2 separate regions of the Mus musculus genome follow, and region 2 is linked to region 1. A link is a contact called in public Hi-C data. All regions are on one chromosome and are shown on one strand. The core of a region is the stretch at or near the end of the contact, and the rest is flanking DNA. Distances in the headings are between cores, read along the strand shown. Region 1 holds the start of 1110019D14Rik (RIKEN cDNA 1110019D14 gene). Region 2 overlaps Gm38767 (a long non-coding RNA gene).

Region 1 (7,142 bases), core at 2,238-4,737:
GCTGGTGGTTAAGATCCACCCTAAGACTTTGTGTGTGTGTGTGTTTGTGTGTGCGCACAGTATGAGTGTGCACATAAGAAGGACAGAGCACCGAACCTATTCCTCACTCAGGCTTATTTTTGAGAGCAGGGCTTCTCCATGAATCTGAAACTCAGTGCAGTGGCTAGTGGCTGGGCAGGAAGGCCCAGGGACACACCTGTCTCTATCCCTGGGGTGGAGATTTTAACCCATGTGCTGCTGCCCAGGTTTTATAGGGGTGTTAGATCTTCATGCTTGTACAGGAAGCATTGTTATCAATGGAGCCATCTGTCCAGCCCAGGTTTTTGTGTTTAAGCAAAATCTTATCGTCTAAGTAAGAAATGAAGCTCCTCCCTTCTCACTTTTAATTCTATTAAGCACTAATTATTTAGTGTATATGTGAGATGTTGGGAACACGTATGGTGGTCAGGGTGTTGTCGGCTGTGGGAGTTGGTTCTTTTCTTCCTTGATGTGGATGCTGAGGATCCAGCTCAGGTAGGTCATCAGTAAAGGAATTCGCCTTTATCCACTGAGTCATCTCCTTGGCCCAGTGAAGCTAAAATGTTTAGAAAGCATATCCCTCTACCTCTGCTTTTAAGGATAAAATAAGAAATGGCCATTGTTGAAAACATTCTTTGGAGTAGTTTTGGAAACACACTGTCAGTAAAGACTGTTTTCCTGTAGGAAAACAGGAGGTGATTAAATGACTTCGGCTTATAATGGGCTTTACGTTAGATTTTCCCCATCCCAGAGAAGTTGAGACTGGCAAGGAAGAGAAGGCTTCCTTTCTAAATCTGCTCCAATGAGCTGGTGGACAAAAGATGACAGCTGTCCTGCCACCTGCATGTTCTTTTTTTTCCTAAGCATGCATGAACACGTTTTATTAAATGCCAATTTACCCAAACAAAGACTGTTAGCCTTTTCTCTGGTGAAAAGATAAAATACCTTCCAAAAAAAAACCAGTAAACCCATTTGGTTTCCATGTCTTTATAATGTAAGCATTCCTTACTACTTCTTACTGTTAACTGGAACTCTCAGGCATGCCACATCAGTTCAGTGGGGAAAGGGTCTGCACACTAAATTTTATTGGCCACAGCCTGCTTCCTGACAAAAGCCAAGGCCTGTAAGGGCATCTGGAGAGTGAGACTGGACAAGGCATTTTGGGGAACAGCTGGATTATCTACTTTGAGAACATAGACTACTTTGACTTACTGAGACTATTTCATTCTTCAGAATCAAACAAAGGCCTGAAGATCCTTGCCAAGCTTGGGTCTTCAGGTTCCACTTTCTCAACTTCTATGCAATACAGACAGAATTAAAAGTTCTGTTTGGAACAAAAGGACCTGAAGTGACTCTTGGGTACTAACAGTTTGAGTAGTTTTTCTTGAAACTATAACATTCTAATTTAAATTCTAGCCAGAATATTTGTCCTGGGCCCAAAAATGTGAATTAAAAATCTCTGTAATCTATTGGTTTGGGGACTCTTGGAATTACTAGGGCAAAGAGGGTACACCTTTTTAGCTGGTGTACAAATCAAAACACTTCCTTTCCTATTTGTGGATTTTCTATCAGAATCCTCGTCTATCTCAAAGATGCCCATTTCTTGCCCATGGTGATCCTTTAAGGTAACATAACCAGTCCCTTTTCACTCAGATTATAAATAATTAGCTCATAGATACAAGCAGACCAAAACAATAGGTGAACTGATGGCATAATGGCTATGTATTTGATACAATACATCTCACAAGGAGAAGATACTCAATGTAAAGTTATCTTTTAACAAATATTTTCTCTATTTTAGTATTAGATATGTTTAGTACATTTTTATTAAACTTTTTCTCAGAGATAAAAGTTTTTGGCTAAGATCTAAGTACAATATCAACTTGCGAGATAAAAACAGAAGCATTAAAAAAAAAGAAAACCAGTAACAACAATAAAACAAATCCAAAACCCACCCCAACCGGTTCTCTGAGAGAGTGAGAGTGAGAGTGAGAGAGAGAGATCCCCAGAATGCAAGAGGCAGTGATTATAACAATATAGATTTACTAGATTCTGAACAAATACTTCCATCTTCCAATTCCATGTGCTCTGACAACTTGAAAGTATGAAATAATACTTTTGCAAACTTAAGCCCTCTCACTTTGGCCCCTTCCCAAGCAGCAAATACAAGTTATGGGCCACATTATTAGTGCACTCTTTGTTGTTAAGAGCCGCCCTCCACTCCCATCTGCCCTCCACTCCCATCTGCCCCCATTGTAGAAGAAACAAGTATGAACGTGAAAGCATCTCTTAACTGAGAGTGTTAACTCTCAGCTAACTGTAACCCTCTTGCTGAGAACGGGAGAGATCAAATCTTGGGGTCGGCCTCAACAGAACAATGGTTTTCAGCACACTGGTCAGGGTGCAGTCTAATTCAGAAGAGTCCTTCAGAGTCACATCTGTCCATTTCGCTTTCTTGCGTATATCCCCAAGCAAGCACAGATGCCGGTAATGCTGAGAACCACACCTAATAAGAGTGCAATCGCGTCTCCAGCTTCCACTGCTTCAACAACAGGCAGGATCAAAAGCAGCGAAGCGAGGACTAAGATCAATTGCGTTGAAACTGAATTCATGATGCTAGGATCTGGAGGGCTGAACTTGCCTAGAAGTTAAACACCGAACAAAAGAAACTGTTAAAAAAAAAAGCCTTATTTTTTTTTTTTTGAATGACAATATTAATATAAAACAATCTTTTAGACTGGAATTTGTGAATCATTTCAGATGTCAGTTTAAGATGACAAAACTAAAGACAGTCATTTTAGGTTATCATTAGAAAAGAGAGGGAAAAATGCATAAGATACTTGCCAAATAAAATACCCTAACAGGTAAAAGTCACATTTTATTAGCATGTCTCTTATCTAGAAAATTCAACACAACACGTGACTCTGTGAAGTTGTAAGGAATTAATAAGACTTACCGAAACAAGGGTATAAGTAATTCTACCCAACGTGAAATATTCTCTTTGGAACTTCCGGATGCTGAGGCTAAGAGGTTACTCGTGACACAGCCTATTTTAAAGAGGAAGCTAGAGTCAGTGAGAAACGAACAGCAAGGACAGAAATTGGTAACGAGTACAGAAAACACTCCCTAACAGTTCCTTCAAAAAGAGACTACTAGATTTAAAGTTAGTTCTCACACACAGATTGCTAAATGAAACCAAGCCGAGAAGCAAATTCATCCCAAGATCTAACATAAAGATCTGGAATTCCTTCGCCCTGGGAGGGTGCAAATTTGTTGGGTTGTGCAAGTACACTAGGAGAATCAATCCTGGAATCCCCGGGAGCGGAGTTTGTACCTTACCGGACCGAAAGCAGCCATTACAGGAATGGAGAGCAGGGCGGTGTCGCCAGACTACATTTCCCACAAGCCCTGCTGCCTACTCCCGTCATGCACAGCGCGCTCTGGGATCCCTGACTGAGGGATAGACCACAGGCTGCTTGTTGTTCGGGTTTCACAAGTTTGCCCTCTGGTTTTACTGTTAAAGAGAGGGTGAGTGTTCAAGAAAAGGTTTAGTGAATTCGTAGGACTAACGAAACAACAATACGTGTTTTCTGCCCTGTAAAGGAATTCTAGCCGCATGAATATGTCTTGTTAGTACTCTGAAATAAGGAAGTAACCGTGGGAGAGGGTAGCTGAGGGAAGCCATCTGTTTGGGAATGTTTCAAACCTGGGGCCTTCCAACATTTCTGCAGCAGAAAATCCCCGTTATCATTTTCCAAATGTGCCTAATGACATTTGCTAATTTTTTAAAACTAACGGGGAAAATAAGCACATTTAATCAGAAAGTTTGGAAAATATTGAATCATTTGTGGTGCAAATCAGGTTTAGAAAATATGGTTTCAGCCCTATACACAGATCTTTTCCGATTCGAATTCTTGTCTTTTTCAGAATGTTCACTCTCCACAGCCTCCCAATATTTTAAGATGCCAAGTTTAGTACTCAAAACCATTATAAGTATTATTCACATGCATCTGTAAGCATTAACTTTGAAAAGTTCTTGAAGTCTTGTTACCTGGGATATCCATACTAAATGTTCCTTCTGGCCCGAGCACTTTCATACTTACTGACAATTTGTCATCTTCTCATTGTAAGTTACTCACGGTGCTGAGTTAGAGGTGCCCGGACTTGTCCTGATAAAAATCATGCGAATACTGTGGGCACACTCAGTTGAGTGTCTATAATCAGCTTGTATTCTTGTGTTGTTGGTTCTCCTTTTAAACACAGTTGTATCTCTCTGACGGTAATGATTTATACTTCTGCTTCCCAAAAGACGTTTGGCAGGAACTTCAGCGACATTAGCTAGGAACAATAATTTGATGAAATAAATGTGCCAAGATTTTACAGGAGCTTCACAGAGGTGGTGAACACATTAAAGCAAGTTGTGTCTGATAGATTGACAGTGTTGTTTTTCTAAAGTTAATTATTTTAACAAATTCACTCTAATTGCACTTGTCTTATGTTGCTTTTGGCTTTGTATCTTTCCTATCAATTAGTTTTGGAATAGGACCTCTTGCTTTTATGACTTCCAAAATATCCTCCTACATTCCAGTGTTTTCATTTGGGAGGTTTTATTTTTCCTTATGTATTTGTTTCAGCTAGTGGAAGTCTGCAGACTAAAGTTAGTGCTTGTACACTTTTCTGTTCCTGAGTCTGTAAAGTGTCTTGCTTAAGCTTTAAGTTTGCAGAGTCTATGCATGGTAAAAATGTTCATCTTTTCAATTATTGTAGTTAGAAATTAACTAATGACTTGGTCTATCTGTAAAACCGTGGTACAAATTGGTGTAGGGATATTTTGGGCTCAAATATAGTTTTAAACTGAAATCTGTTGCATTTTGCTAATTAGGTTCTCTCCGTATTGGAAATCCAAGGAAATGCTTTTACAACAGCACTTTTAGGTTAGAGGCTATTATAATTCTATTTTTTCCTCATTCTATTCTAACTAGTCTGTTTTTCTTTTAATAGTAATTTATTCCTTTACTTTAAAACAACGGTTCCACCATACTAGACAAACTTTCAGGTTACTTGTCAAGATGCAAATCTCAGAACTACTCTCCTTACCTCTGAGGGGGTTCCACCACTCACATACTCTTTCCATTCCATGCACATTTAATGCTCGACTGTTTAATACAAAAGCTAATTTGTTTTCCTCTATTGACATTTTGCTCTTGCTGTTTTCTCTGCCAGTAATACTTTCCGACAGATTTGTCATAGTTATTCTTAGCATCATCCAGGGTTTAGAGCTTTGTTCAAGCTTCCCTTTCCATCTTAGTTAAAACAAAAACACAAAATTAACACACTCTACTATTATATTATGTAGATAAACACATTCAAGTAGAAATTCTATGTGAGGTAGAAATATTTTCATCTCGTTCATGGTTGATTTTTCACCTAGTAGAACAGTACCCTGTATGCTAGATACTTAGTAGATATCTTGTAAATGAATGAATAAGGGTAGTACAATACAGGATGGTATTACTGTTGTTACTTTTTCTGTTCATAGTACAAAGTATCTTACAAGCAAGAAGTTTGCTTTTGGACAAATTTATGAAGATGCTTAATATGTTATTTTGAATCTTCATTCAAAGTTGATTATCAAAAATTTTTCCTATAATAAAATATAAAAATCTTTCTTATTAATAATAAGACTTCTGTGAGAGTATAAGATGCAATTGAATCTAAAACAAGATCCTAAATATAATGCTTTATACTTATTTTCTCTGCCCAGATTTGTAAAATATATTCATTGAGGCCACCTAGATGACTACACTAAACATTTTGAGATACAGAATCCAGAATTTAGTTTCTCAATTCAGAAATCTAAGTTAATGGCATTTCCACTAAAATAAAGACTCCTGTTAGCCAGTGATAGGGACAAAGAATACTGTGGAAGCCACTGATCTCAGCAGTTGAAAGTAAATTTCCCAATCAGCCATTACTAAGAAACAATATTAAAGAAAGAAGAAGTGGTTTGTGCTGATTTTATAACCATTAGAAATGAGTCACCAATGGGCCCGGAAGGGAAGGCACCTCTGGGATCTATCAGAGGAGGCACAATGTGCCTACAGGAGAATTTTGCAGTGAATCGTGGGTGTCAGGGAATTCATAAAACCCAGACTTCCTCATTAGCAGTTGAGCCAAACCAAGTGAGTGGAAATATGTTAGTTAAATTTCACAATTAAAAAGGACTAACCCAGAGCTAGTCAGTATTTCTCATCAATAATGGATATTTGACAGTGAGAACATTGTGTTAGGATAATTAATCATTAGAGTAACCAGATAGGATGTTACATTTTCTACAACTATGCAGTTGGTCAAAATAGAACAAATGAACAAACTTCAGTACCTGCTGACCCTAAATTCCTCTTGTAGTATTATTTTATAGAGGATATGAAAGCTAAATAGTCATTGATGTTGAACTCTCAGCTCCTCTTGCACCATGCCTGCCTGGATGCTGCCTTGCTCCTTTATTGATGATAATGGACTGAACTTCTGAACCTGTAAGCCTGCCCCAATTTAATGTCCTTATAAGAGTTGCTTTGGTCATGTTGTTTGATCACAGCAGTAAAAACCTTACTAAGACAGTCATTTTGTATGTAGATCCAGGTGTCATCTAGATTCCTGGAGGATGTGGTCCTATCTCATCAATGAATTATGGTAAGGTGGGAATCAAGTTGGCAACATGATGCAATCAACATTCACCTGGCAAGGGATTCTCAGTGAGAGGTTGTCCAAATTAGGTTGTCTGTGGGCATGCCTCTGAGAGATATTCTTAACTTGGTTAGAAATGAGAATTTTTGCTCTAAATGTGTGCTCCCACTATTTTATGGTATGGGCTTGAAGTGAATGATAAGAAGAAAGCAAGTTTAGCATTGACAAGCACCCATTCATTCACACACTCTCCTTCCTCTTGAACGTGAATTTGAGTAGCTGCTTCAGGTTCTTACTAGCTTGATTTCCCTGAACAATGAACTATAACCTGGAAGTGTGAGCTGAAATAAACTCCTTTGATCCCAAGTTGCTTTTGAGTAATTATGAGCATTTTATCATAGCAACAGGAAGTGAAACTAGGATACAGTTACATTTAT
Region 2 (7,142 bases), core at 2,720-5,219, 170 kb after region 1:
TCCAACAAGGCCTCACCTTCTAACAGTGCTACTCCCTGTACTATGCGTATTCAAACCATCAAAATAAGTAACTTATTAGATGCAAGAAGTATACATGTGTATACTTCACATATGTATGTGTATTTATGTATATGTACATGTATTTCTGTATATAACCATTTGTGTTATACTAAACATGAATTAATATGAAAATATGCACCCTAGGTTTCACATGAACCTCATGATTCAATCTTGTTTATCTGTTATTTCCTACTCTAAAAATGGGAAACAAGGATGACAACACAGATGACTTGTACAAGATAGAATAATAGTTTTCTTTTAGTGTGACTAAGTGTTCATATTGTAGATCTGTGATGTCAGACAACAATACTTTGTTTTAAAATTTAGAGTAATTGTGACTCCTTTGTTATGTTTAGAAGAAAACTGTTTCCTCAAACCCACTACAGTTCAGACTAAGAATGCAGAAAGAAATGGTGGAACTTAAAAACATGTGTGTTTTGTAAGTTATGGTATAGAACAGTTCACATAATTTCTGCTTATGCCACGTTGATGGGATTTTAGTCAAATGACCACACCCACTATACTAAAGGATGAGAAAGTAGTATTGTCAGTAATTGTATGTAAAACATTCAAAGATTGTATAATAAAATGCATACAGGAAGATTATTGTTACAAAACATAAAAACCATTTAAAATCATTATTATTTGAAGGAGAAATTGAAATACATCACGAGGATGATACAAAGTTATTTGGTAATTAAAAGAGATAAAAATTGGTTAAGAAAATCTTGGATGAACCATTCTGACTTTAAAAGTTTTAATAAAAGTTTTAAAGATTAAATTCTGAAAGGAATAAGAAAGGTACAAAGTTAAATTTTTGATAAACAAAACATTCAGTCTAATGTTGAGACATGCTTAAAGAGTAGGAGTATTACTAGTCAGCCAAAAATTACATTAATAGAGAATATTCAATTTCAAGATATACCCTATGCTGGTATTAAAAGATGGACATTATAAATGCTGTGGGTTTGAGTGTTTATTAAAAATTTCTAGGCTAATATTCTTCAAAATATGTTGCCTTCTTGTCTGCTGTCTGTATGCCTGTCTGTCTGTTTGACTGTCTGTCATCTTTATTTTTGCAATCCCAAATACTCTGGGGGCTGAGGCAAGAGTATAACAAATTTAGACCCACTGTGGGTGACAGTAACCAAATGAGATTTTCTTTCAGTGTAAAATGTTAAAATATATTAAGTGATGTAGTTCAGTTATAGACCACTTACGTAGCATGTAGAAAGCACAAGATTCACATTTCAATTTGGGAATGGGGAAGGAAAGGAAAAGAATGATGGAGAGAGAGAGAGAGAGAGAGAGAGAGAGAGAGAGAGAACACCCCTTTAATGTGGAAAGATTGCTATTTGTGTAAAAGATGAATTTTTATGTAAAGAAAGAAATTACTATTTAAAAATTGGACACGTGGGACCTGAAACTTTGTTTGAAATGCCCAATTTTCAAATAAAACTGACAAGATCTGAAATAAAAGGTCAGGAAGCCACATATTGAGTCTAACATCAATCAACTGAAATTAATTCTAAGTCAACCTAGATGTACTATAGGAAGTACTTCAAGGGAGCTATTGCAAACCAAGTTTTAAAATATATTTAAAGACTTCATGGAAAGTATGACACTGATTTTAAAAAAGCAGAGACTTTTAACAAAGATATAATATGAAACAATTGTAAATTTTAGTGCCAAATCATGAAGAGTTATGATGGCAAATGATAGAAATCACAATCTGAAAGGTCTATAGAAATCATCCAATTTCAAGAGGACAGACAAAAGAAGTGTGAAGAAACAGAAGCAGTATGGATTCAAAGTCATGCTATGAAAATATTACATACACATCAATTATATAATTAATTGGACTCCAAGAAACAGGGGGAACATGGCTCAAAAGTCTTGAATCATTATAAAGACTAGATAGATTCATGAAACTTACAAATGCCAAAGGGAGTGTGAATGACCACACCCAACACAAGAAAAGTATTTGAAAATTCCAGTACCTTTGAGGGAAGACCTAGATACACTTTGTCTTAGTCAGGGTTTCTATTCCTGAACAAACATCATGAACAAGAAGCAAGTTGGAGAGGAAAGGGTTTATTCTGCTTACACTTCCAAACTGCTGTTCATCTCCAAAGGAGGTCAGGACTGGAACTCAAGCAGGTCAGGTAGCAGGAGCTGATGCAGAGGCCAGGGAGGGATGTTCCTTACTGGCTTGCTTCCCCTGGCTTGTTCAGCCTGCTCTCTTATAGAATCCAAGACTACCAGCCCAGAGATGGCACCACCTACAATGGGCCCTTCCCCCTTGATCACCAACTGAGAAAATGCACCACAGCTGGATCTCATGGAGTCACTTCCCCAATTGAAGCTCCTTTCTCTGTGATTAACTCTAGTCTGTGTCAAGTTGACACACAAAACCAGCCAGCACATACTTGTTCTGAAGTACACACCATAAATTTTGTAGACAATGGTTATAGTTGGTTTTGAACAGTAATTTCCACATTAAAATATTTCTTGGCAGCTATACAATCAGTTGACTATTCAGTGAAAGTTTTAAGAATTAGTTGCAGACAGGTACCAGCAATGCTGTTTCCATTTTAATTTGATTGTGCTGTTTATGACTATCTAAGCAAACATTAGACCAAAATTATCTTCTGCTTAACCTTGCTTTTGGAAACTTGTTCCATCATAATATATTACAGTCTATTCCAGGAGACAGTAAGTTTCAAGAGGGAATTCTTCAGTGTAAATAAAAGTAAAAGACAAGAAAAAAAAATATGTGAATTGAGATAAAGAAGATAATCAAGAGATACACTCAGAATGCCCTGAGTTTGGGAGATGCCACATTTTTCATTTTAGAAAAAGTGGGAAGAAATGGAAGGCAGGTTAATTATGTAAACAATCTCTTTTCAATAACTGAGCAATGTCAGTACACGATGCTACTGATGAGCATTGTAAAAAAAATTATACTCCAGTATATGTGAAATTAAAACAGTAAATACTATATAGCTTTATTCTTTCCAATAGTAAAATAACTAGATTAAATATTTTACCATTAAAAATTATTTTTGTGTCATAGTATGGATCATTGAGATTTTCCATTGTTAACCATTCTTATTCCATCCGTTTCTGCTATTGTTTCTATTATTCATTTTCTTGTGCTTAATTCAACTTAATTTGCTGTTTTCTTTCAAGAGGACAATGTAAAATAATTAATTCTTGAACTGTTCTTTTATGTATTCTAATATAGTGTTGAAGAGATGGCTCCGAGGTTAAGAGCACTGACTGTTTTTTCAGAGGTCCTGAGTTCAATCCCCAGCAACTACATATGACTCACAACCATCTGCAATGAGATTGGATACTCTCTTCTGGTATGTCTGAAGACAGCAACAGTGTACTCATATACTTGAATAAATGAATAAAATCTATTAAAAATTCAAATATAAACATTTCCTACTATAAATTGAATGTTATTACTGCTATCACTACATTTAGAGTATTGTTTTACTTTTATTTTCTTGCAAATATTTTCTCTTTGATGAATAGTTAGGAAACATGTCACTAACTCTAAACTTGGGGCTTGGAATTGTTCATATATTCTTCTGTTATTCATTTGTAGTTCCATTTTATTACAGACTAACATAGACTCAACATGCTTTCTTTTCTTTTTTTTTATTTAAACAATTTTAATTAGATATTTTCTTCATTTACAATTCAAATGCTATCCCGAAAGTCCCTTATACCCTCCCTCCTCCCTGCTCCCCAACCCACCTACTCCTGCTTCCTGGCCCTGGCATTCCCTGTATTGGGGCATGGCCTAGAACAGTGGTTCTCGACTTGTGGGTCACAACCCTATTGAGAGTAGCATATCAAATATCATGCCTATCAAATATTTACATTATGACTCAGTCATTACAGTAGTAAGGAAAGAATTTTATGGTTGACATAACCACAACATGAGGAAGTGTATTAAGGTGACTCAGCATTAAGAAACTTGAGAACCACTGGCTTAGAGGATAATCTATGTCGGTGAACATCCCATTGTGTTTTTAATAATGTCAGTTTTCTTTGATTAGGAAGTGCTAAATATTTGGATGTTGCACTAATGAACAGTGTTCTTCGGTCTTCCACACCTTCATGATTTTCTGTTCAAGTTTACTGTGTGATATTGAAGGCATTGAAGTCTTCAGTTACAGTTATTCCTTTATCTCCTTCTCTTTTCATTTCCAATACTGGATTAATAGTGACACATTTAAAACTAATTTTAGTAAGTACTCTAGAACTTTCAATGTGCATATGCAATATGACAGTCAGTCTTAGAATATTATTATACCATCTATGTATATATATAACTTAAGCAGCATTCAATGCTGAGTTACAATGTTCTTTCTTAATTTTGTGCTTTGTTTTATTTTGCTTCTGCATATTTCACATACATTATTGTGTTACTATTTTTGTGTTAGACATTTAAGTGTTTCTAAAGTGGCTGAAAATAATGTGTTACATGATAACACATTTTTTTTTAAATCTGGTTCTGTCTGTCTGGAATTCAGATTCAATAAACTTACCTTTTTAAGTCTCACTATCATGGGCATGAGGAGGAGGCACCTGGGAGTGTACATGGGTATGCATGTGTGTAGGAGGGGTGCTTAGAGGTGTGTGCATATATATATGTATATATATGACATATATAGATATGAAATATCTTTTTCAGTAATTTTCAATCTCAATTTTTAGTTTTATTTACTTCTGTGGTGTGTGTGTGTGTGTGTGTGTGTGTTTGTGTTAATATGTACTAGTTCCATGTGGTACATGTGAATCACAGAAGAATGTGCCAGATAACTATAGTTACAGGTGGTTGTGAGATGCTGTGTGGTTGCTGGAAAATAAAACTGGGTCCTCAGTAAGTTTCTTCAGACCCTTCTTGCTGTGTTTGAAGCAGAACCTTTCCTTTTAATGATTGGACCATAGCAATTTGGTAAGATCAATTTTCCATGGACCCAAGGGATCTTGCTCTTACCTGGTACCAGAAATCTGGATTCGTATCCTCACGCCTAGGTGACAAGTACAACTACAATAAATATTTAACCCTTCACTGATTTGAGCGAGGCATGTACAGTTTCATCTTAGAAATTTCATAATCTCCAGTTCTTGAGGTCTCTATTTGTGTTGTTGTTGTCGTCTATTTTCTCTCTTCTTATTTAGTTGAGAAAATTAATTTGCTTTAGCTCCAAGTTTATTGATTCTTTCCTTACTATATACTTTGGGAGAAAGCACCACAAAGGGATTTTAAAATCTTTATTTCCATGGGTTTTATGCATTTTTTAGTATTTTCCATTAATGCTAACTGTTGTAGTGAAATACTTTTTATATTCCTACATGCTTTCTAATGTTTCCATTATATATTTATATATATATGTTAGAGTTATCAAAAAGCCATCTTTGGATGGCTAAGGGTCAGAGTCAACTCTAAGTCTGGTCCTTTAGTTGCTTTGTCTTGTGACTGCATGCCATTGTTTTTATTTATCATGACTTTCATTAAACATTGACATAACAATAGGAATGCGGATGTGGTGTTTATATTGATCAATGATATCACGGGGTTTAGAATTACCTTTGGCACAAATCTCTGGCCATGTCTGTGAGGGAGTTTTTGACCTGGGCAACTTGAGTGAGAAGTTATACCTACAAACGGTGGCATCCTTCTATAAGCAAGAGTGGCAGAATGCATCAAAAGAGAAAGGTAGCCCAGCACCACTTCCCTTCCAGCTCGGAATATCGTCTCCCACATCCTGACTGTGCACAGAATGTGGCCACCTGCCAGATACAGATGTGATCATGTCTTCCCTTTTCTAAAGTACTTCCCCTTGACTTACACCCTAAATAAACTCAACGTTCTTAAGTTACTTCTCTTCAGGCATCTTCTTACTACAAAAAGAAATAGTACCTAGTCTAAGAGGTTGATGCTGGATATGTCTGGTCTCCCTGTCAAATCACTAGTCATGAACCAATATCGCTAGGAATCGAGCTGATTATCCTTTGGCAATGCAAAGAAAAATTCATTTTAAAAGGAGTAAAACCAACATCGAGACACTCCAGTGCATCATGGGCCTTGGTGTTTCCCAGAGCCTGGCAAGAGCTATTCTCAGGAGTTTTGTGTCTTTGTACCCAATTCATAAGGGAGAGACTTTCTGTGGGTTCTTGTTTCTTCCCTAACACCAGACTGCTATGACTTCTTGTGTAGTATTGACCTTATAGTAATACCAGGAGGAGCTACTCCTACCCCTTCAACCCTTCCTCCTGATTCTTTCCCTGTTCCTCTTCTATGTACCTTCTTCCTTATCAAGCCCACATCCTCTTGCTTCTTCCCCATCTATCATCAATGCCTGGCACACTGCATGCCTGCCTTTCAAAGGTGTGACTTTACTTACAGTTCTCCTTCCTTACCGTGGAAGCTAAACTCTGATTTTGCTGTGTTTGCTTTGGTGAGGATAGTCACTAGTTACTTGCCAAGTGTTCACAGCCTAGTAGTTGCTGTTGTTATAAATTCTGGGGTTAAGAAGCCTCTCCTTTATTCTCAGGGGCAAAATGTTAGGGCCTTCTCTTTGTAGTGAAACGTTCTGTGCCTCTGTCCTGGCGCTTGGGTATGTTCTTATCCCAACCCTTGTTGCCATGGATATTTATTTTATTCCTGTACCAAAACAGGAGATTTTACCTTTCTCACTAGGGACAAAGGAGTTTGTTGTCCATCTTTCAGTGCTGTAAAGTTTTTAATTCACAAAACAAAAGGTACAGAACAGGATGATGTCTCTTGACTTTATTCAATAGTTAAGTAAATCTCGAATGACTATGGCTTAGCAGTGAAGATTCTCTCTGATAGTGCTCCCCAAAATGGCCTCTGCTAAGAGCATGTAAGCCTGGCCACTTGATAAATGAAAGCTTTTAAATTAAGGCAATGTTGTCATATTTCTGAAAATTCAGTTGTGACAATAGAAATTCTCCCCATGCTTGTATTTGAAACTTTATTCAAAATTAGGTTGTTTATTTTCATGGACTTAGGTCATGCACTGAATCTCTCTCTCTCT

Evidence for each region. A called contact is a pair of places that touch in the nucleus more often than the background predicts.
Region 2: a contact with region 1 is called in a Hi-C map of adipose-derived mesenchymal stem cells, with 2.0 times the contacts expected there. The contact joins the enhancer-like site here to the promoter of 1110019D14Rik in region 1. A contact is called at or near these places in 2 of 39 promoter capture datasets (the 3T3-L1 cell line and the C10 cell line), 2 of 484 Hi-C or Micro-C datasets (adipose-derived mesenchymal stem cells and bone marrow-derived macrophages) and 1 of 115 datasets of contacts at active chromatin or transcription factors (bone marrow-derived macrophages).

The regions. Positions count from the first base shown.
Region 1 is chr6:13,868,082-13,875,223 of GRCm38.p6, forward strand. 1110019D14Rik (RIKEN cDNA 1110019D14 gene) reads left to right here and starts at 3,488. Exons shown (of 3, transcript NR_045995.1): 1 at 3,488-3,546. It overlaps 2610001J05Rik (RIKEN cDNA 2610001J05 gene), which reads right to left and starts at 3,437. Exons shown (of 3, transcript NM_001352887.1): 1 at 3,358-3,437; 2 at 2,975-3,065; 3 at 1-2,659. The coding sequence starts at 2,630. The coding sequence ends at 2,451.
Region 2 is chr6:14,040,887-14,048,028 of GRCm38.p6, forward strand. Gm38767 (a long non-coding RNA gene) reads left to right here. Exons shown (of 4, transcript XR_868803.3): 4 at 3,308-7,142. Among named protein-coding and RNA genes, the nearest start is that of Gm38767, 26 kb to the left of the region's middle. Within about 2 kb of position 3,970, at least 25 of the 459 cell types and tissues checked have an H3K27ac peak or open chromatin away from gene starts, as enhancers often do. A contact at or near this core is called in adipose-derived mesenchymal stem cells, where this site is marked.